Regions from separate parts of the Sus scrofa genome. Here region 2 is linked to region 1. Evidence: chromatin contacts called from public Hi-C data. All regions are on one chromosome and are shown on one strand. The core of a region is the stretch at or near the end of the contact, and the rest is flanking DNA. Distances in the headings are between cores, read along the strand shown.

Region 1 (5,354 bases), core at 1,929-4,428:
TCCAGATAATAAAACCGAGCCTTGAAGAGAAGTTGACAACTTGCCCCAAATCTCACAGCTAATGCATGTCAGAGGCCCTTTGCCCCACCCCATCACCTTCCCTGCCCCGTGGGGAGTGGCCAGAGGGGGACAGGGACAGGGTCTGGTGGAGATGTAGCAGGCGGGCTACTTAGGGCCTGGGCCTTGTGCTTCTGTTGCTCATCCTGCTCCTTCCTGCTCAGGATCCTCCAAGCAGGCCTGGAAGTGGAACGTCTCTCCCTCCGCAACTTCTTCCATCACTTCCATTCCAAGCGAGGCATGTGGAATCGCCGCCAGATGAAGATGCCGTGATCCCGAGGGGTGGCCCACTGGACCGACCGCTTCCTGCCCCTGGACCGCAGTTGCTCGGCCGGTGCCCACTCACTGCTGGAGGAGACAAGGGGAGCAGGAGCCATGCTGGGCCCAAGGGGCCTCCAAGCCAATGCCCCCTGCACCGGCAGGCATCCTTGTGGGACAAGGCTGAGGCCTGCTCTCCACCCCGGGCCTCTGGAGGGAGGACTTTGGGAGGGGAGCCCGGAGATGGTACACAGACGGAGCAGCTCCCGGGAAGGTCGGCAGAACCAGGCCGAGGAAGGAAAGCGCTGCTTGGTGGATACCAGCCTGATCCGGGAGGTGCGGTCCAGGATCTGCCTGGTGCTCCTCCAGAGAACAGTGACCAGGGACTGGAAACTCTTCTATTGGAGTATTTTATTGGGTTTTATTTTTTTAACAGAAAACCAAAACTGAAACTGTCCAGGTGCAGCAGAGACTGTGAGGTGGGCAGAGCCGTGCATTTAGGGAGGGTCCCCCTTGCATACCTCAGACCCACTCCCGGGTACAGGTGTGTTCTCAGTCCTTCACCCGGCAGCTGACTTATAGCCGAGGAGCTGGCCCCACGTGGAGAGTTCTCAGCTCCGTCCTAGACCTGTGCCTCCAGGCCACGCACATCTCTCCTAGGCAGCTGGCCACCGACTAGGGCATTAACCTTACTTTCCAGGCGGCGCTCACTCCAGACCCACCAGACGCACAGAACTGGCCTCCTCTTCCGGGGGCTGCAGGGGGCTGGGCACCAGAAGCTGGTGGGCGGTGGGCCCCTCACTCCCTGTGTTGGGTGGATAGGCCGTGCAGAATGGGCAAGGTGGGGAAGGCAGGGACAAGAAGCCCTTTTCCCATCCCAGGCACCTGTGGGCTGGGGCCTTGGGGACCACATGAAACAGAGAGGGAAGGAGGTGAGGGTGGGTCCAGCAGGAAGGGATGGGAAGGGAAGTGGAAAGCTTGAGTCCTCACAGCCCAGCGCCCTCCTGCAGGGAGAGCCCCAGGCAGCCCCCTGGGGGATGGGTGACACTCTGAACTGGAAAACAGGGACCAGGGCAGAAGGTTTGGGGAGACACGAGTATGGTTGAGATATCTCTCCACTGGGAGCAGCGCTGGAGGACTGAAAAGTGAAGCCGTTTCAAGGAACGTGGCCCTTGGCCTTTGTAGTCTGGGGCACCCTTTCTGTCACCCCCATCTCGCACTTAACTTGCACTAATAACTCCAGGTGCCTTTGCAGCTGGGGAGTCTTCTGCTGCTGCTGCCTCTTGCCACTGCTGCTGAGTCACCCGCGGTGCATTGGACACTGCATCTTGCACCCCAGTGTCCCGTTAGGGAGGTGAGCACGGGGCTCCCCTCTGTGAAGAAGGGCTTATTGGGGTGCAGCAGGGCCCAGGCCCCATGCTGTGACAAAGGCCAAGTCACGGCACCTGGGGCGGCAGGGTCTACCTGGTGGCCCTGCACTCACTAAGAACTTAAACTTAGCATATGGGAGAACACAGCCTCTCAAGAACCTTCTGGAGGTTGAAGAGAATGCCTGCCTCCCTCAAGAAATCAGGAAGGACACAGAATTTTCAATGAATAGATTGTGGCTTGTGGATACCGTATCTGCCCCCAGGCTCGGTCTTTTTATTGTCCCTGTTCAGGCTCCTTCCCTTTGCGAAAGGGCTGTAGGGAGTAGGCAAGAGCTGCCTGAGGTGACAGGCTTCTCTCTGGGGCCACTCTTGTCCCTGGGCATTGCCCTGAAAGGCCCGAGCCCACGCAGGCAGCCCTCCCATTTCACCCTCCTGATGACAGGAGCCCGCCGGCTCCCCTGCCCAGCCCGCCACCCGCTCCGCCCTGGCCAGTGCCTTGCATTTGGTGTTTGTTACCTCCACTCCGTCTGCCTTAATGGGGAGGGCCTGGCCCCGCCCCCACTGTCTGGGGACACGTGTAGGGTTGGGGGAGGGAAGCATTAATACAGCATCTTCTCAGAAAACCAAATGCTCTTGTGTTTTCCTGTTGCCCATCCAGGTGGGAGGCAGGTGGGCCGAGGGCCCAGGGCTCACATCGCCATCTCGAGGCTGTCAGGCCTCCGAGGGACATGCCAGGGACCCTCCGCAGACCCTCCACTGCGGCTGTGAGGGCAGCCTCCCTTGGGCTGGGTTTACTCAGGAAGGGGCTGACGTGCTTCCTGTCTGAGGAGCATTTTCTGTGCAGTAGTTTGGTGGAGGTCGGTGGTTTCAGTGGACACACAATGGTTGAGTGAACAAAAGGTGAGGAGAAGTGCAGGTGCGGCTTACTCTAAAAGAGTGAATGACCTAAAAACCATCTGTTTGAGCTGGGGATGCCCGGTTGCTGCCTTATAGGTACAAAGTTACGGTCCTAGTCCTAGCTGATGTGGGCAGAGATCACAGTTTGTATTCCTTAAACTCAGGCTCAAGAGAAGGTGCTGCGACGGAAGCTAGAGTAGTGTAGGTAGGTTCTCAGAGAGGATTGTGCCCACACACCAATCCAGAATTGACTCATCTGCCACTGATGTAGCAGATGGTAAGTAGCCCAAGGCACCCGGGGCTGGAAAACTGACTCAGAGCAGGACCCAGGGGGGAGGGAGGGACTTAAAAGCCTTTTCTCCCTCCAGGCTCTAGTCGCTCCTTTGAGCCCTTTCCAGGACCCAGATGGAGAGAGCTGCCCAGATGCCTGAGCCTTCACAATTGGAGACAGAATGATTGACTCACAGTGATTTGCAGCAATCTTTTTAGGTAGAAAGCATGCCATTCTTCAGAAAGGGCAAGGAGGCCTGGAGCTGAGGGAGGGAACAGGGTGGAGTCTGAAGCCTTAGATAGGCACACCTCGAGGGCAGGAGATCTGCCAGGAGGAGGGTTGGCAGTACCCCAGTCTGAGCTCAGGACTGCAACCTGAGCGGGATTCACTTAAGCCAGTAAAAGGTCCCATCTTCATTTCGGTGCTGGCGGTGAGAAGCAAGGGCATCTACATTGCCCTTTCAGGAGCTCTCCCAGAGGGTGGGGAAAGTGCCCAGCAGCCCGGCAGATGGGGGCGGGGGGTCCAAGGGGAAAGGAGGAAGCAGACCTAGAACCTGTAGGGGAAGCAGAGAGGAGGCGGTGTGGAGGGCAGGCCAGACCAGTGCCTGACTTCACCGTGCACATGGTGGCCCTGGCAGCCTCCTCAGGACACAGGTGCTGATTCAGATCTGAGGCTGCAGCGGGGCAGGAGGCTCTAGCCTGCCAGCCAGGTCCCAGTGGTTTTATTGATGCTACTGGTCCATGGACCACAATTTGAGTCGCACGGACTGCCAGACAGTGTGAAGGGGAACACCCGCCCACATCGCCCTTTATCCGCATTAACCATAGCCTCCCCCATCCCAGGCTGTAGAAAAGCCCAGCCTAAGAAGAGAGCACTGGGAGCTTTCTGAGCCCCAACCTGAACTCCTCTCCAAGCCCTCTCCTTGCCCCAGGTCTATGGTCTTCCCCTTTGGCTTGGCAAGGATCTCTCTCAGCCCAAACCCCAGATGTGAGAAGGGCCACCTGGGGACCTCCTGTCCTCCCTTACCTGGGTCCCACCATGTGGTCAGAGAGGAGTCTTTGGGGGTCCCTGCAGCCAGGAGCCCTGTCTCTTGTGCCCCAAAGGCTGTGATGAAGACCAAGGTAGTGGCTGTGTGGTTGAGCTGGTATAGTCACTATTGCTCTTCTGCCTTCTTGAGATTCAGTCAAGGTGTGGAGAAAAGGGGGTGGCAGACGAGGGTCTGGGGATATGGGAGACCACAGCCTGGGGCTTCCCCCACCACAGCTACTAGAATTCAGAGAAAGTCTGGCCCCTCAGAGATCAGCGTAGCAGAATGAAGGAAGGTGGCTGCCATGGTGCTCAGATGCCTTCTCCCTCACTGACCAGAGCAGGGCACCCACGTGGTATTTAATGGAACTGGGATTTAGGAACTTACTGGGCCTTCTCAGAGTGGGGCTGTGTGCTCACATGGGAGGCTCTAAGGATCTCTGCTACAAGTTAGTGAGGACTGCCACTCAGCAGGTCTTGTGGAGTGGCCACTAAATGGGAGACCAGGAGATAAATGGGGTGCCTGACTCACCACGTAGTTGTTCCTTGGGCATTTGTAGGTGCAGGGGGCTAACAGTAGGTTAGTGTATGGCTGAGAAAGTGGCCTCTGCAAATGCAGGGAGTGACAGGGAGGCACTTGGGGCTTTTCTTCCCACTGGGGGGTACCCGAGGCCAGGCCAACTCTAGTCCGGGGCTTCTCACCAGTGACCACGAGGAGGATTCCAATGACCACCTTCTGGAGCAGAGAGATGCCGATGAGGGTGGTGAGGATGGTGTAGTGATGAGAGCCTTGTGGCATTGGACATGAGGAAGGCCATATCCAGCATGCTGTCTCCCCTGCTCTTGGTGGCACCGTGGTTCAGGCTGCTGGGCAGGCTTCTCCCGGGGCTGGGCTTCCTGGACTGTAGGGCATAGCGTAGGGCATAGGGCACAGGGCACAGGCTTACCTGGGAGGTTCCTGAAGGAAAGCAGTTGAGAGGCTGAGAAGAGGAGTGGGGTTTTTGTTTTGGCTTGTTTGTGGATTTTTTTTTTATTGTTTGTTTTGCTTTTTCGGGCCACACATGCCGCATATCAAAGTTCCCAGGCTGGGGTCGATGGGGTTGAATCGGAGCTGCAGCTGCTGGCCTACAGCACAGCCACAGGCATGCCAGATCCGAGCTTCATTTATGACCTACACCACAGCTCACGGCAATGCGGGATCCTTAACCCACTGGGTGAGGCCAGGGATCGAACCTGCATCCTCATGGATGCTAGTCGGGTTTGTTACCACTGAGCCACGACAAGAGTTCCAGAGGAGTGAGGTTTTAAAGGTCTTCCCTCACCAGGTGGGAAATGAGGGCCTGAAAGAATAGAGGTGGACTGGAAATCCCTTAAGGATCTTTGAACTCTGAAATGATGCAATGTAGCAATTTCTATTTCATGGAGGGTCGCCTTTCCTCACACCTTCACCCATCATCTGAAGAATGGGCTGAGGT
Region 2 (5,180 bases), core at 314-2,813, 310 kb after region 1:
GGGGTAGGGAGACAAAGAGGATTGTTAACCAATTACATGAAATCGTGTGTGAAACTTCTGAATATTGCAAAGCGCCACAGAATTTAAAGAATCATTCTTTCAGCTTTTTAAAAAGCGTTTTTAAAAAACACCAGTGGAATCACTAATAAAAAGCATAAAACTGTGCAAAATGCAGCAACAAATATACCACAACAAAGACACTGGTTTACAGTATGAGCAAGAAGGCAGAGGACGCCTTGCTGGACACTCCACACACTGCCAGAGCATTGGAGCATCTGCTTGGGGCTACAAAGAAGTTTTAGCCAGTCAATTCACAAATACAGAATTCACAGATGATGAAAATAGGCTAGGTGTTTTATGAGATCAAACCTCTCCCACAGCTGTTACGTTTTTCATAAACTCGTCTCCAAGTCCACTCAGTTCCCATCACTAGATGACAGGTCTGACTGCATCTCCGATGGGACCTGCACACAAACGCTTCTCTGCTTGTTACCACCACAGTCAATGGTCTAGTAAGCGATGCACTGAGAACAGAGGACTTCACAAAGCCAGCCTTTTCTGAAAGATACCAGACCTGGGGCCAATGAAATACCTGATCCAACCCGAGTTAAATGTGATAAGAACTTAGTTTTACATTGTTTGTGCCTAGGGCTGAATTCTATGATGAAAGAGCCCTTAAATTAAGCCGAAAAGTGCAAAAACGCAAATGCCCATCAATTAATGAAGAAGCAAAACATGGTATATCCCGACAACGAAAGATTATTATTGGGCCACGAGAGTACGGGACACGCGCCACAGCTCGGATGAACCTTGGGGACACAGTGCCAAGTGAAGGAGCCAGACACAAAAAGCCACATACTGCATGATCCCACTTATGCAAAACATCCAGATCTGGCAAATTCAGAGGCAGAAAGAAGACTGGTGGGGCTGGGGGAGGGGGATGAGGAGCCCGCTAATGAGCTCGGGCTTCTTTCCCAGGTGATGAAAATGTTCTGCGTTAGATAACGGTAACGGCCGCCCAACTCTGTGAATACAATAAAGACCACTCAATGTTCACTTTGGATGAACAACTTTAATCATATATAAATTCTATCTCAATTTAAAAAAAAAAAAAGTCTAGAAACGCTGAATACGCGCTGAACTGTCAAATCCCTAAGTGGGTAATTCTACACACCGGAGTACAACTGTCTACGCGCCCTCGGCCCCGGTCAACCGGCAGCAAGTAACCGCAGCCCCAACCCCGCCCCGCCCCGCCCCGCCCCGCCCCGCCCACGGCCACGGCACCCTCCCCTCAGCACATGCCCCGGGTCGGTACCACTAAGCCGGGACCGGGAGACGAGCTTCCCACCCGGCGGAGATCCCACTCACGCACCGTTCCCCCTGAACGCGCAGAAGGGGTCTCGGGACGGCCGCGCAGAGGACCCTGGGAAGAAGGTCCGAGCGAGAGCCGACTTGAACGCGCGGAAGGACACGCGTGATGACGGCGTCAGAGAAACTGGAAAAAGTGCGAGAGAGAGAGAGAGAGAGAGAGCGAGCGAGAGAGAGAGAGCGAGAGACGTACTCGCAGAAGGGCGATAAAGCAGGCCGCGCAGAGGACCCTGGGAGGAAGGTCCAACGGGAGTACCCAAAACCAGAATGGCGTGTGGCGCGGAAGAACACTTTGGGTTCCCGCGCAAAGAGTCCTGGGAGGAAGGTCAGAACGAGGGTAAACCAGACCGGGGTGTGGGAAGAAGGTCTAACGCGAATGAACTGAGAAGACCTGTACTCGCGGAAGGGTACGCGGCGCGGCCGCGCAGAAGACCCTGGGAAGACGGTCCAAAGAGAGCGTGCCGCACCACGGCTGTGAACGGGCGGAGGAGCCGCAAGTTGTGGTCGGGGTAGAGGAACAGAGCCATCTGTTGAGAGCCGTAAAGCAAGTTGTTTGGCAGCGCGATGCTGACTTCCGTGTCAGCGGCTCTCTGCGCTTGGCCCCTGCGCGCCCTGCGCCCCTGTGGTCTCTGCTGGCCACCAGCGAGCTCCTGCCCGGCCTCCCGAGCGGAGCTCGGCTCCGTGTACCCCAGGCCGCTATGGCGGAGATTAGAGCTGTACCGGGACCAGGCTCAACAGCCCGGGCAGCGCCCCATCGCCGGGTCCCGAGGTCCCCAGATGCCCGCACAGACGGAGATGCTTAGAGGCGGCGATCCGTGGGCAGGACATCCCGCAGCAGCGCTCGTAGCGAGACTAAGGAGTCGCATCTCGGGAGTTCCTATGGTGGCTCAGTGAAACCTAATCCGAATAGTATCCATGAGGAAGCGGGTCCGATCCCTGGCCTCGCTCAGTAGGTTAAGGATCTGGCGTTGCGCTGAGCTGTGGTGTAGGTCGCAGACACGGCTCAGATCCCGAGTTGCTGCGGCTGTGACGTAGGCCCGTGGCTACAGCTCCTTTGTAATCCCTAGCTTGGGAACCTCCATATGCCACGGGTGTGGCCCTGAAAAGCAAAAACAACAACAACAGTTGCATCACAACCCCAAGCTGAGTGCGGAAAACTTGAACATACTCAGTTACTGACGTTTTCAAATTGTTGTTCCGGTGACCCCCTCGCCGCGGTTCTGCGCAGTAACCAGGCATTTCCTGGAGGGGTGCTCACGATTCCCGTGCATTTGATAAAGAAAGGCATGGCTGCTTTCAGATGGTGCTGGGACACAGTGATTGGGTTAGAGTCCCTATCAAAATATGCATAAGAATAATTACAACTGGAGTTCCCTGGTGGGTTAAGGATCCGGTGTCCCTGCCCTGGCGTGAGAACTTCTGTATGCAGAGGGCAAAGCCAAACAATAATAATAATGAAGTGAAATCAATTACAATTGAATTCGAGTGAGAAATGTTAAATGTATGCAGGTACATATAAAAGAATAGGCAGATGAATAGCCAACCTTAGAATGGAGAAAAGCTTTCTAACTATAGAAGCTGATAAATTAATCTTAAAAGGTGAATAAATGTAGCTATCTACATGCAATTTACTTAGTTTCTGGAAGTAGAAAATAAACAAGAAAAATAGGGAAATACTAACATGTATTCGAATGGAATTAATATATAAAAAGTTCTAACAATTGAAGAAATATTAACAAGTGTGTATATAGTTCACAAAAGGAGAAAGACAATATGAAAAGATTTAATTTTAATAAAACTAAAAAGTATACATATTAAAATAAGTATATAATTTCAACCATTTCCATTTTATTTATTTATCTATCTTTTTAGGGCCACACCCGAGGTATATGGCGGTTCCCAGGCTAGGAATACAATCGGAGCTGTAGCCGCTCAGGCCTGTACCACAGCCACAGCAATACCAGATGCTTAACCCACTGAGCAAGGCCAGGGATCAACCCAAATCCTCATGATACTAGTTGAATTCTTAACCCAATGAGCCACAACAGGAACTCCCGATAAATGTATTCTGTTCATGAAAGAGTATTAATAAAAAAAGGAAAAATATATTAGATAAAGAAAGTGCTTAGAAATTTAAAATATGATACCTAACTGAAGTTCCCTTGCGGTGCAGCAGGTTAAGAATCTGGTGTTGTCACAGCCATGGCACAGATCACAACTGCAGTTCAGGTTCGCTTCCTGACCTGGGAACTTCCACATGCTGTGGGCAAAAAATATTAATAATGAAATACGATACCATGAAAATTTCACTAATAAGTTTGGAAAACAAGGCTTTTAAAAAATCTCCCCAAAAGTTAGTTAAAAAAAAAAAAAGATGGATAATAAAAGAGAAACAATAAGAAAATTAAAACATCAATCAAGAAAGACTAACATCTGGAGTTCCTGTCCTGACACAGCAGAAACAAATCTGACTAGGAACCATGAGGTTGCGGGTTTGATCCCTGCCTCACTCAGTGGGTTAAAGGATCTGGCATTGCCCTGAGCTGTGGTGTAGGTCACAGACATGGCTCGGAATGGCAGCAACACCTTTGATTAGACCCCTAACCTGGGAACCTCCATATGCTATGGGTGTGGCCCTAAAAAGGCAAAAAAAAAAAAAAAAAAAAAAGAAAAAGAAAAGATCAACATCTGACAAACAGGTGTTCCAGAAAGAGAGAATAAGAAAACATCTAGGAGAAATTAACAAAAAGAAAAACAGAAAAAAACTTTTCAGAATTGAAAGACATAGATCTTCATTTTGAAAGATCCCACCCCAGGGCTCAGTATGACAAATTAAAAAGGACCTACACTGAGGATATTTAGATCATAAGTGGTAAGTAAGTATCGTAAATGAAAATATGCAGAAATGAAAGCCAAAAAAGTATCATTACACACAAAGTATTGGGCTAAAATACCAGGAATCAGATGGCTTTGGACTTCCTCCCAGTAGCAATAGAAGCTACAAGATAATAAAGAAATGCTTTCAAGATTCTAAGGGAGGAGTTCCCACTGTGGTGCGGTGGGTTAAGAATCCCACTGCAGGAGTTCCTGTTGTGGAACAACAGTAACAAATCTTACTAGTATCCATGAGGATGAGGGTTCCATCTTGATCCCTGGCCTTGCTCAGTGGGTTAAGGATCCACTGTTGCTGTGAGCTGTGGCATAGGTGGCACTGCAGCTCCAAATTCGACCCCTAGCCTGGAACTTCCATATGCTGCGGGTGCAGCCCTAAAAAGACAAAAAAAAAGTCCCATTGCAGTGGCTCAGGTCACTATGTGGGTGCAGTTTTGCTCCGTGGTCTGGGGCAGTATGTTAAAGGATATGGTGTTTGCAGGTGTGGCCATAAAATTAAAAAAAAAAAAAAAAAAAAGAATTGCCCCTGGTGGCGCAGCAGTAACGAACCCAGCTAGTATCCATGAGGACTTCAGTCTGATCCCTGGCCTTGCTCAGTGGGTTAAGGATCCAGCATTGCTGTGAGCTGTGCTGTAAGTCACAGATGTGGCTTGGATCCTGTGTTGCTGTGGCTGTGACAGCTCCGATTCGACCCCTAGCCTGGGAACTTCCACATGCCTTGGGTACGGCCCTAAAAAGACAAACAAACAAAAAAAGATTCTGAGGGGAATTAAATTCTAACCTAGAATTCAATATCCAAATTATCAATAAAGTGAGAGAAAAAGTAAATATATTTTAGACAGATATTCTGCAGAAAATTAACTTGTTGCCTACCTTTTCTCAGAAGGTTGGAGAAGAATGTCTCTTCAAAACGTAAAAGG

The links. Hi-C and Micro-C count contacts between places; a contact is called where the count stands out from the background.
Region 2: a Hi-C map of skeletal muscle shows a contact between it and region 1, with 7 times the contacts expected there. The contact joins the promoter of RAD52 here to the enhancer-like site in region 1. A contact is called at or near these places in 6 of 47 Hi-C or Micro-C datasets (embryonic fibroblasts, heart right ventricle, psoas muscle and 2 more) and 2 of 2 datasets of contacts at active chromatin or transcription factors (alveolar macrophages and skeletal muscle).

Annotation. Positions count from the first base shown.
Region 1 is chr5:67,858,688-67,864,041 of Sscrofa11.1, forward strand. B4GALNT3 (beta-1,4-N-acetylgalactosaminyltransferase 3) reads left to right here. Exons shown (of 22, transcript XM_021092495.1): 22 at 222-2,313. The coding sequence ends at 330. Among named protein-coding and RNA genes, the nearest start is that of B4GALNT3, 89 kb to the left of the region's middle. Within about 2 kb of position 3,179, at least 4 of the 83 cell types and tissues checked have an H3K27ac peak or open chromatin away from gene starts, as enhancers often do. A contact at or near this core is called in skeletal muscle, where this site is marked.
Region 2 is chr5:68,166,085-68,171,264 of Sscrofa11.1, forward strand. RAD52 (RAD52 homolog, DNA repair protein) reads right to left here and starts at 1,564. Exons shown (of 13, transcript NM_001123182.1): 1 at 1,373-1,564.